Regions from separate parts of the Rattus norvegicus genome. Here region 1 is linked to region 2. The links are chromatin contacts, called in public Hi-C maps. All regions are on one chromosome and are shown on one strand. The core of a region is the stretch at or near the end of the contact, and the rest is flanking DNA. Distances in the headings are between cores, read along the strand shown. Region 1 has its middle 150 kb from the start of Klf7. Region 2 has its middle 100 kb from the start of Cpo.

Region 1 (4,920 bases), core at 1,746-4,245, 260 kb after region 2:
AAGAAAGCAAAACCAGGTGCATTTGTAGTGAGCAAATATTGCATACATTATAAATCCAGAACAGTGATGTAATCATTTATGAGTCAACGTCTGACACACCTCTACAATTACTGTCCCTTTAAACTGTGGGCTGGATGGTCTCATCACTTGTTCATGTGAGAATGGTTATGTAATAGTTTTATGAAGGGGAAATAGAATGATAATTTGCCTTTGCTCTTTCATCGTTGTTCAAATGTTTCCTTTCATTATCTATGGTTCAAAAAGGGCTTCCTTCAATCTCATAACCCATTAGAGGCATTGCCTTAGAAGCCTCTAAGATGGCTATCAAATAAAGAATACATGGACCAAGCTTTTTCTCACATATATGAAGCATGGGATTTGCAAGTATTTTCTATAGAGTAGCTTCTGGCTGTGCATATTTAAAAATCTGCTTTTTCCCCGTTTACAAAGTTCTACCATCTTCAGGCAGCTTATTGATAACCTATAAGAAAATTTCTTTACCTCCATACCCAAGCAACCTGAATTCTCAGGGACATACTCTCTTCCTGTCCCTTGGTACCACTTTGTACAGGAGAGGAAGTCTTTGGGAGAAGGGAGGCTAGTGTACCCAAAGCAGATTCCCTGTTTCTTTTTAAACTCCAAATTCATAACAGCCTGGGATCCTGATAAAAAATATTTTGTACATCTGAGTTTAGTGGAAGACACCTTTAATCTCAGCACTTAGAAGGCAGAGACTTGGATTCCTGTTGGAAGCTATCCTGGTGTACAGAGAAAGTTTCAGGTAGTCAGGGCTACATAGAGAAACCCTGTCTCAAACAAACAAACAAACAAACAAACAAAGCAGATAGATGGATGGATGAATGGATAGACAGATAGATAGACAGACAGATAGATGATGGATGGGTGGATAAATAGATAGATGATAGATAGATAGATAGATAGATAGATAGATAGATAGATAGATGGATAGATAGATAGATAGATGGGTGGGTGGATGGATGGATAGATAGATAGATGATAGATGGATGGATAAATAGATAGATGATAGATAGATAGATAATAGACAGCATATAGATAGATAGATAGATAGATAGATAGATAGATAGATAGATAGATAGATAGATAGATAGATAGATAGATAGATGGGTGGGTGGGTGGGTGGGTGGGTGGGTGGGTGGGTGGGTGGGTGGATAGATAGATAGATAGATAGATAGATAGATAGATAGATAGATAGATAGATGATGGATAATTTTGTTCAAACAGAGTCTACCTCGATCTCTTACTCCCACAGGCAAACCCTCTGCTTAGTTTGAGTATTCTTTGGTCAACCTCAGATCCATGAGTACGGAACCTTGTAAATGAAAAACCTTAAGGTTACAATTCATTGACTTCGCAGTAAATCCATCCTTTTGTGGCACTCAGAGACTCTTCAGTAGAAACCCTTTAACCCTGGACCTTAAAGGAATGTGGTGGTTACCCTATTCACCAAAAGAGTATTTCATAAAAATCCCATCGCTATACCAGAATGAAAAACAAACAGAAAAAGCCCTTGAAAAAGCTGAAAGTTATGGAAACATGCATGGCTGGTTCTGACTACAGTGGTGCCTTTCTGGAAAATAATAAACTGTTTGCAAACGTCTGTCTGTTCTGGACCATCAATGGCTGACTCTGGTATCTCCCAGGGGACAGGCATGTCACCATGTGTACCTTGTGCACCCATCCATCTATCTATCCATCTCCCCGTCCCTCCTTCCCTCCCTCCCTTTCTTTCTTTTTTCCTTTTAACAAATTTCTTTTAATTTTTGAAAATGCCAAAACTTTAAGAACAACTTGAACATTTGGTCTACCAAAATCAAAATGCAATGTTTTAGAACTTTCTAGCTTTAGCCAGTGTTTGTTTGTTGCTTGTTTGTTTGTTTTTAAGATTGTAAGTAATTTAATCACACCATTTCTCCCTTCCCTGTCCTCTCTCTGAACCCCCCCATTTACCCCTCCCCACTTTCCTTCAAATTTCTTAGCCACTGCTTTCTCTTCCTGTGTCAAATGTGGGAGGGAAGAGAAGGGAAGCAGCATCCACCCATCAAAGAGCCTAGGTTAAGAAAAACAGAAATTAAAAAAAAAAAAAGACAAAAAAATCCGTGGGACCCAGGTACCCAGAGAATTGACTTCTCCAGTACCCCATCTCCCTGCCAGCCCTTTGATCCTCTGAAACCGCTACCCTCCGATGGCCTCTACCTGTAAGGTCAGGACCTTGGCCATACGCCAGGTGAATCCAGATAAGAGCTCCCAGAGACAGCTGCAGAGGAGGCCTGCACCTTTTGTTCAGAGTGTATCCCTCAGTGCACACACCCTGTTCTCTTCAGTTTCTTCAGGTCTGGGTCTCCCTAGACCCCCAGAGTTCCAACTTTCAGACACTTTTATCCACATTCAGGGCAAGAGATAATAAGGTCCCTTGCCTTAAGGTATGTGTCCTTAAACAGAACAAAACCTTGCACAAAACCTTAAGGTTTAAACAAAATGTCTTATAGACTAAAGGTTTAACAAAAAAAAATGTCTAGGCTCTTTAAATAAGATGTGACACTAATCCTCACCACCTCCACTGAATGGGCAGAAATAAAGAAGCAGAGTTGGGGTCATTAGCTCAGAATGGGAGTGGCAGGCTTATAAGGTGAGCCGGCTGACTGTGGTGTAAGTTCAGAGATCAGGGTAGGGGGCCAGCAGCAGGCTGGCACTGCCATGCGTACTATCCTGCTGGCTACACGCACATTCCCAAAGGGAGGTGCCAGTTCCCAGCAGCTCATTTTGTATTCCTTGCACTGTGAGCAGCAACCAGCCCAAGGGAGTGAGGAGCTGGGAGGGGCACACAGAAAGAGAAGGACACATTTAAAAGGAAAGATTTACGAGGCCGTGAAGATGCTTCGCCCTGGCTCCTGAGTGCAGGAGTATGACTTATTTATTTTATTTTCCTTTGTAACCAAAACCTTCCCTGGACTCCCATTGGCCTCAGCAGAGAAGGGAGAGAGGGCTGGCCCGTCAGGCGTTGAGCGCTGGGCCAACGGGAGATAGTGTGGCGTGATGCTGACGCAGCCCACTGACAAGCCAGACAGAGGCCCAAGGGAGCCGCTGGGAGCTGAGCCGCCAGAGCCAGGCAGGTAGCAAGCTGTCAGACTGGGGAATTGTGCAGAGGCACTGCCGGTGGGGTGGGGCCAGGCTGCCGAGACAGGCAGGACAAGGTGTGACTCTGTTGCTCAAACATAACTGTTCACCAACTCTGCTTTGAGCATGCCCAGCTGCATCAGCATCGACCGTTTCCTTTCCCTCCCTCATTTCTATGAAGACAGAGAAAGCCAGACCAAGAGCCCATGCAAACGAATTAGCGATATTAAAAGAGGACTTAGTAGTCAGCTGCCTCAGTGGACAGCAGCTGTCCTGGGGCAGCCTATTGGATAGAAATGAGCTTCTGTTCTGGGAGTCAGGCTGGGGCTAAAAGGAATTTTGCATAGTACTGGGGATTTCTGTGCTCCTGGTTCTAAAGAACAAACTTTTGAACTACCTATGGCCTGGCGAATTGCCTGTCTACAACCCAGGCCTCCCAAAGAAAGAAGGATGGGGTACTCAGTCTGGTACTCTCTTTTGATGGTATGAAAGTTAGGGGTGAAGAGAGCAAGGCCCCTGGTAAACCTCAATTTTCTTCAGGGACCCCAAAATTCTCAGTGACGTGCCCCTTCATAGCAGATTGTAGCATTTTTCTTTTTCTTTTCTTTCTTCTTTTTTCAAAGCCCTCCCATTTGGGGAAATAAATCAACCATTTAGGGCAAAAGCAATAAATGAATAATATATAAATGCATAAATAAAACTTTGTGGCTGGGTGTGCTGACCCACTGTGCTCTCAGAACTTTTCAGAACTGTGAGCATATCCGACTACCCTCTCCCTTGATAGTGCAGCACACATCAGCTTACAGCACACAGAGCAGGTCCTAAGTTTCACTCCTTAAATGACAGGGCAGACAGGACTAATATAGTGGCCAGAGCATTCAGACTTATTTGATCCACAGAGACATTCAGAAGCCTAATGGTCATATCCTTCTTGGAGCTGAAGACCCTTCAGCTCTGCCTAGCTACCCCTATCTAGAGAACAGGTAATGTCATGTCCTATCTATGGATGGAACGATAAAGGCCTCACAGTCTATCTGGGGAGATGGTGAACTTGGAGAAATAGTGTCACATTACCTAAGGCCCTAATGTTATGAGAGGCCATTATAAACCTTGGGTGGCACTTCAGAGTGGCTATAGAAGCCAGTCTGCAGGCCTGAAGCAGGTTGACCATGAACCACTGCACATCTGTATAAGGGCTGAGAAAGTATGAGAAACTCCTGAAGGTGGAAAATCCCCCAGAGGAGGGGAGAAGGTGCTATAATACACGAAAGCAATGTGGACACTGTGAAGGCCCAAACGTCAGGAGAGTGCTGTTTTACCCATTGAATTCCCATTGAATTCAAGTGTCTTTCCATCTCATGCTCTGTATGTCTATGATAAGTTTTCAACTAATGAGCCAATGAGAAGAGATCCTGCCTACTTCCAGTGGTCACTGGAACAGACTCCTTAGAAATAAGCCACGTTCTCACCTCAGGAAAACCCTTCTACCTCAAATTGGAAACCCAGATGTGTTTTGTTACAGTAGATATTTTTTTTCTTGCTGTGTTTATATTCCTGAAAGGAAGCAACACACAGGAACTGTCCCCACAGAAAATCCTGTTCAAGTTAACCCCTTGCTTCTCAGGTCTCCTTCTGTCATTCATTGCCACAGAACCACCCTCCCGGACTCTGTCATAAACTGTCTACACAGTGACCAGTTTTAACACACCTCCAACGAGCCATTAACTGTTATTACCATGGAGTCTGTGAAGCAGCTCGCACAGA
Region 2 (4,864 bases), core at 2,169-4,668:
TTTCTGCTTGCAAAGCGTTTTTCATATCTGTCATCGTATTTGGAGCCCTGTGTAGAAGGAATGACTCGTACTCAACATCCTCACTCACAGAGAAGAGATTCGTAGCTGAGAGAAATTAGGGCTTGCCCAAGGCCAGGTGTTTTTTGAACTAGACGCAAATTCGAGTCTCCTGTCCAAAATCCCTTGATCTCTGTCATGTTGAAATGTACCAGGAAGATGGGAATTAAAAAAAAACTGATCAAATGTATGGAGAACACATTAAAAGCCAAATGCTGTGCCAGTGACCTCAGTATGTCACCTTATATAGCCTTCAGCCCGAGTTTCTGCCTTAGATGCCCTTCTGAGTGCAGCTCAGGCTCAGAAGCAACCACAGCCGAGGCAAGAGGGCGGAGCATAGGGGGAGCCAAGGAGAAACCAAGACATGTTGGGTTTGTTTTAGAGAGCAAGAGCTCATGACCGGTTGACTGGAGAGGAGAGGGAAACTGAGGAAGCAAAAATATCTCAGTCTTTTTGCCTAAGGAATTGGCTAGATATGGAAGCTCTTTCCTGACACCGTGCATATTCCTCTATGAAAATCAGGAAAGGATGCTGCTATTAAAATTGCCATGACCCCTTATCAGCAGGGATAACTCATCTCTGGTCATAGGCGCTTCCATCCTGTCCCCAGCTCTGCATCCTATGTCCCCTCTATAGCACCTCTCTTTCTGGGTGCTCATTCTCACTGGGTCTTAGTTCAAATGTCACAACCTTAGAGAAACCTGTTGTAACCATTCTAAAGTTCACTGTCACGTGCCTTGTCTGTCTCCTTGTAGTGCTGTACCAGAATTTTAGCTGACACGTTCACACAGTATCCTCCTCAGTCATTGTCTAGGGGCCTTGTCAACTCCACCTGTTGGTGTATCCCTCAAACCTTGAACAATGTTTGGCATATTATCACATTGAATGCTATGTGATTTATTTCATTATTTCTGGACTTCCTTTGCTCCACAGATGCTAGGTAAGGTAACTAGGTTAAGGGAACAGAGGGGTGTAGACGTCTGTTCTACTACTTGGTTTGATTTGTTTTATGCCTCTGGGCCGGTTTCGTGCCTCTGGACTTCCACACGTGCAGTTCCCTCTCCCTGGAACGCCTTTTCCTTGCCGATTTTATTTTCCCATTTTGTGGCTTAGTTGAGCTTCACTTCTCTCTGTATACCCTCTGCAGTTGCAATCCTCTCCTTTGGCAGGACAGTTTCTCCTTTAAGACCTGTGTGTTTTTGAGCAATGTGGATCTATACGTCCATAATAAAGCTCATATTAAAATTATAGCATTAGGTTGGGACACTAGCTTAGCTGACAAAGTGCTTACTACATGTTGAATTGAGTTTGATTCCCAGAACAAGTGTGTGTGTGTGTGTGTGTGTGTGTGTGTGTGTGTGTGTGTGTGTAAAATCTGGGTTTGGTGGTGTGTGTAATCCCAAAGTCCTGGGAAGGCAGAGATATGTGGATCCCTAAACAAACCTTAAAAGGTGAGCCCCAGGACACTGAGAGGCTCTGTCTCAGAAAAACAAGGTAGACACTACCTGAAGAAGTCTACCCCGTACACACACACACACACACACACACACACACACACACACACACACACACAGAGAGAGAGAGAGAGAGAGAGAGAGAGAGAGAGAGAGTCATGATCCCAGGGTTGTCTTCCCATGATTCCCCTTCTAGAAACGGCTACCTTCCACTTACACTCACGTGGATCTCATGTGGATATCACAGGCTCCATTTTAATGATCCTGTGTCTTTGTAAAACCACACTTGGCCCTTGCTGATTCGTTGAGGTTCTGCCCCTAACCGAAGAGGAGGAGGAGGATGCCCTTAGTCAAGAGTCAGTGGGTATAGGGTTTTGAGCTCTTGGCCCAAACAGAGTCATCAAAGGCTTTCCCTAGGAATTATGGTATTGCAACCAAGAAGTCAGCGTCTCTGGCTTTGACAAAGTGCACTTTATAGCTATGACAGCCCCATTTTCTGATATGAAGGCCAAGGAGTAGAAGTTTTTATAGAGAGAACAGTGAAATAAATGAGCGGAGGGGAAGGCCTGAGCACTTGAGTTCCTAGTCTGAATGTTTCTAGAAGTATATTCCACTCTATATTCCTGTAATGAAGTATGTATATGCTAAGATACTTACAATGAACTCTGCTTTGTGCAAGGCCCCTTTATGTTGAGTTTCTGTCACCACCAAGGCAAGTGAGTAAGTATAAACACACAGTTCTAACTAATATAAATTGCCTTGTGCGTCTTTGAATTCCCAGTGTTTAGCACAGTCTTTAGCTTAGCATAGACTCATTAGCTAAATTAGTAAATTAATTAATCCCAACTCCTGTATCATATACAACACCAAACAAAAAATGCCTCCTCTTGTAAAAGAGCAAATACAATGGTGTAGTTGTGTTTCAGCTTGTAAAACAAAGCTGCCTGCTTTACTCTAAACAGAGTAGAGCATATCTTCAAAGCGAGCAAGTCTACAGAATACTTTAACTCAATTACAAACGAAGATTTGTTAGGCGATGTGAATCTTTATACAACCTATCATTGTTGGGTTAAATTTACTTGGTATGGGCTGAACAGCACACCAAGGAGAAAGAAAATTATTAGAGTTGCAACGTATTTTTTTTTTTTTAATCTCAGGCTTCCTATTTAGGGTCCTGTAGCCAAACCTCCCTGGGCTAATGGAACCTCCCTGGGCTTCAGTGTCCTTCAAATACAAAGGAGAGGTGGCGCTAAGGATACAGGCTTAGATGGAGGCTGCTTTCCTAGTCCCCTGCCATGAGAACGATTATTTATAATCTAGATAATAAAGCAGTAAAATAAGATGTGCTATCAGAGTTGTAACCACACTACCGCCTGTGATCAGTGTGTGACAGTCACTGTCAAGTGTCTCCTAGAGGAAAAACAACTCGTTTGGTCCAGTGTTAGCAAGAATGAGGAGTGCCTGAGTCTAGAGCTACAGCACCAGCTAAAAAGGCAGGCGTCTGTTACTGGGCAGGGAGCGATGGCAAAGACTGGAGGCTTCCTGGAGCTGGTTGGCTAGCCACCTTAGTCCAATTTGTGAGCTCCAGACTGAGTGAGAGGCACTGTTTCAAAATAAGGTAGAGAAAGACAGAGGTAAGAACTGACCTTGACCTCTGGTCTTCACAGCTTAAACACATGCATGCATGTACACACACACACACACACACACACACACACACACACACACACACACACTAAAAACTGAAAGTTCCTCTTAGACCCATGTGGGGATGATTTGGAACCCTTGGTGTCTTTCCTTTCTCCATCTTCATCATTTCTCCTTGAAAGCTGCTCCTCCAGGCAGGAATGTTTTCTAACAACAGCGTGTTGGCCCTGCTTACATTTTATTTTGAAGGAAATCCAAACCAGTGAACAAGCAAGTAAGTGGAAAGGCATGCTGTTGGGGAGGGGCAGGCATGCAGGGATCATTCTGTTCAGATCATCTAAAAATACATCATCAAAGACACTGTCCTCCGAGGGTGGGGCTTGTGGAGAGCCGCTGGTTCAGGGTACCAAGCTCACCCCAACCTGGAAAGGAAGGAGAGACCGGAAGCCACCCAGCTTAATCACAGTCCCTCTACAGGACCCGTTTTCCTACCCTCTTCCTGCCAGTGCTCTCCAAGAATTGTAGGAAATAGAGGTCCAACGTGGAAAAAAACAACACTTAGCAAAGAAAATGATAAACATTCCTACCCAGGTCCCGTTTCTGAGAACACATTGAATTAGTTTTTGAGGAATTGAGTCATCGGAGAAATGACCAGAAGGAAGCCGGGGAAAGCCCACCTAGTAGCCCCACCAACTACTAGGTAGACTCTGAGGCGGTGGGGGCACCGTGTTTGGGAACCCTGAAGGGCAGTCAAAATGACTAACAAGAAAACCGCACACGTACTAGGAAACTCCCCCAGTGATTAAAAACTTTGTTTGTGATAATATGCATACTACCACAGGAAGCATACAAGGACACCCCGATGTTTCCCTTGTGTGGACTAGGGTGATTCCTGCAGACATCTTAAAGAGCTGAGAGGGGCCGGAATAGTACAGGTGGTGGATAATTCATAATTAGTGTGTGCTCAAGTCTCCTCAATGCTTGTAAAATTAATCTTAGAATATTTTTGGAAGTAATTCTAAACTGCAAGAGGAAATCCTGTTTAAAAGACCTGGTGCAGGAGGGGAAGTGGCCTGGTGTCTCCCTCCTCCTATGTCTTTTTTTTTTATTTGCAGTCGCTGCAGCACTGCTGAAGGAACAAAGCCCAGAGAGGCCTAGCAATGGGCCTCAGGCCACACAGCTCACCAGAGGCACAGCCGGAGAGCTAGGGAGATAAATCTAGAGCCTTCTTCACCTATCTTTGTCTTCTAGTAGGCTGTTTTACACATGACAAGAAAGGCGTGTAACGTAGACACAGATCTTTGTCCTAATTGGAATGGAATTAGGGGTTTTTCTCTCACTGTGTTCTCTGCTCTTGGCTCTCGTGGAGCTGCCTTGAAGAATCCCTATGTTTCCCTCTGTCACAGGTGGATGTCACAGGTACGAATGAGGAGGAACTCATCTTTCTGTTAAGGTGAGTAGGCGTGCCTTCCCTGAAGGTAGGAGTTCACCATGAACTGTCAGCACACAGAGTTCAGCTGTTTGCAGGGCTAGATGGAAGGTTCTAGTAGTTTATCTCACTCTGAAAGGGCAGACCTTGTGCTATGCCCTGTGGAAGAGTCCCTGGGTAAGATGCTTTGCTCCTTCCTCACCTATGGCTTACCTATGACTACCTGAGCTCTAGAAGGATGAACACATATTCCTTGCCAGGGTTGAGTCCCTGGCCC

Evidence for each region. Hi-C and Micro-C count contacts between places; a contact is called where the count stands out from the background.
Region 1: a Hi-C map of frontal cortex shows a contact between it and region 2, with 1.5 times the contacts expected there. The contact joins two enhancer-like sites.

The regions. Positions count from the first base shown.
Region 1 is chr9:73,172,311-73,177,230 of GRCr8, forward strand. No RefSeq gene overlaps it. Among named protein-coding and RNA genes, the nearest start is that of Klf7, 150 kb to the left of the region's middle. Within about 2 kb of position 2,996, at least 61 of the 93 cell types and tissues checked have an H3K27ac peak or open chromatin away from gene starts, as enhancers often do.
Region 2 is chr9:72,913,548-72,918,411 of GRCr8, forward strand. No RefSeq gene overlaps it. Among named protein-coding and RNA genes, the nearest start is that of Cpo, 100 kb to the left of the region's middle. Within about 2 kb of position 3,419, at least 36 of the 93 cell types and tissues checked have an H3K27ac peak or open chromatin away from gene starts, as enhancers often do.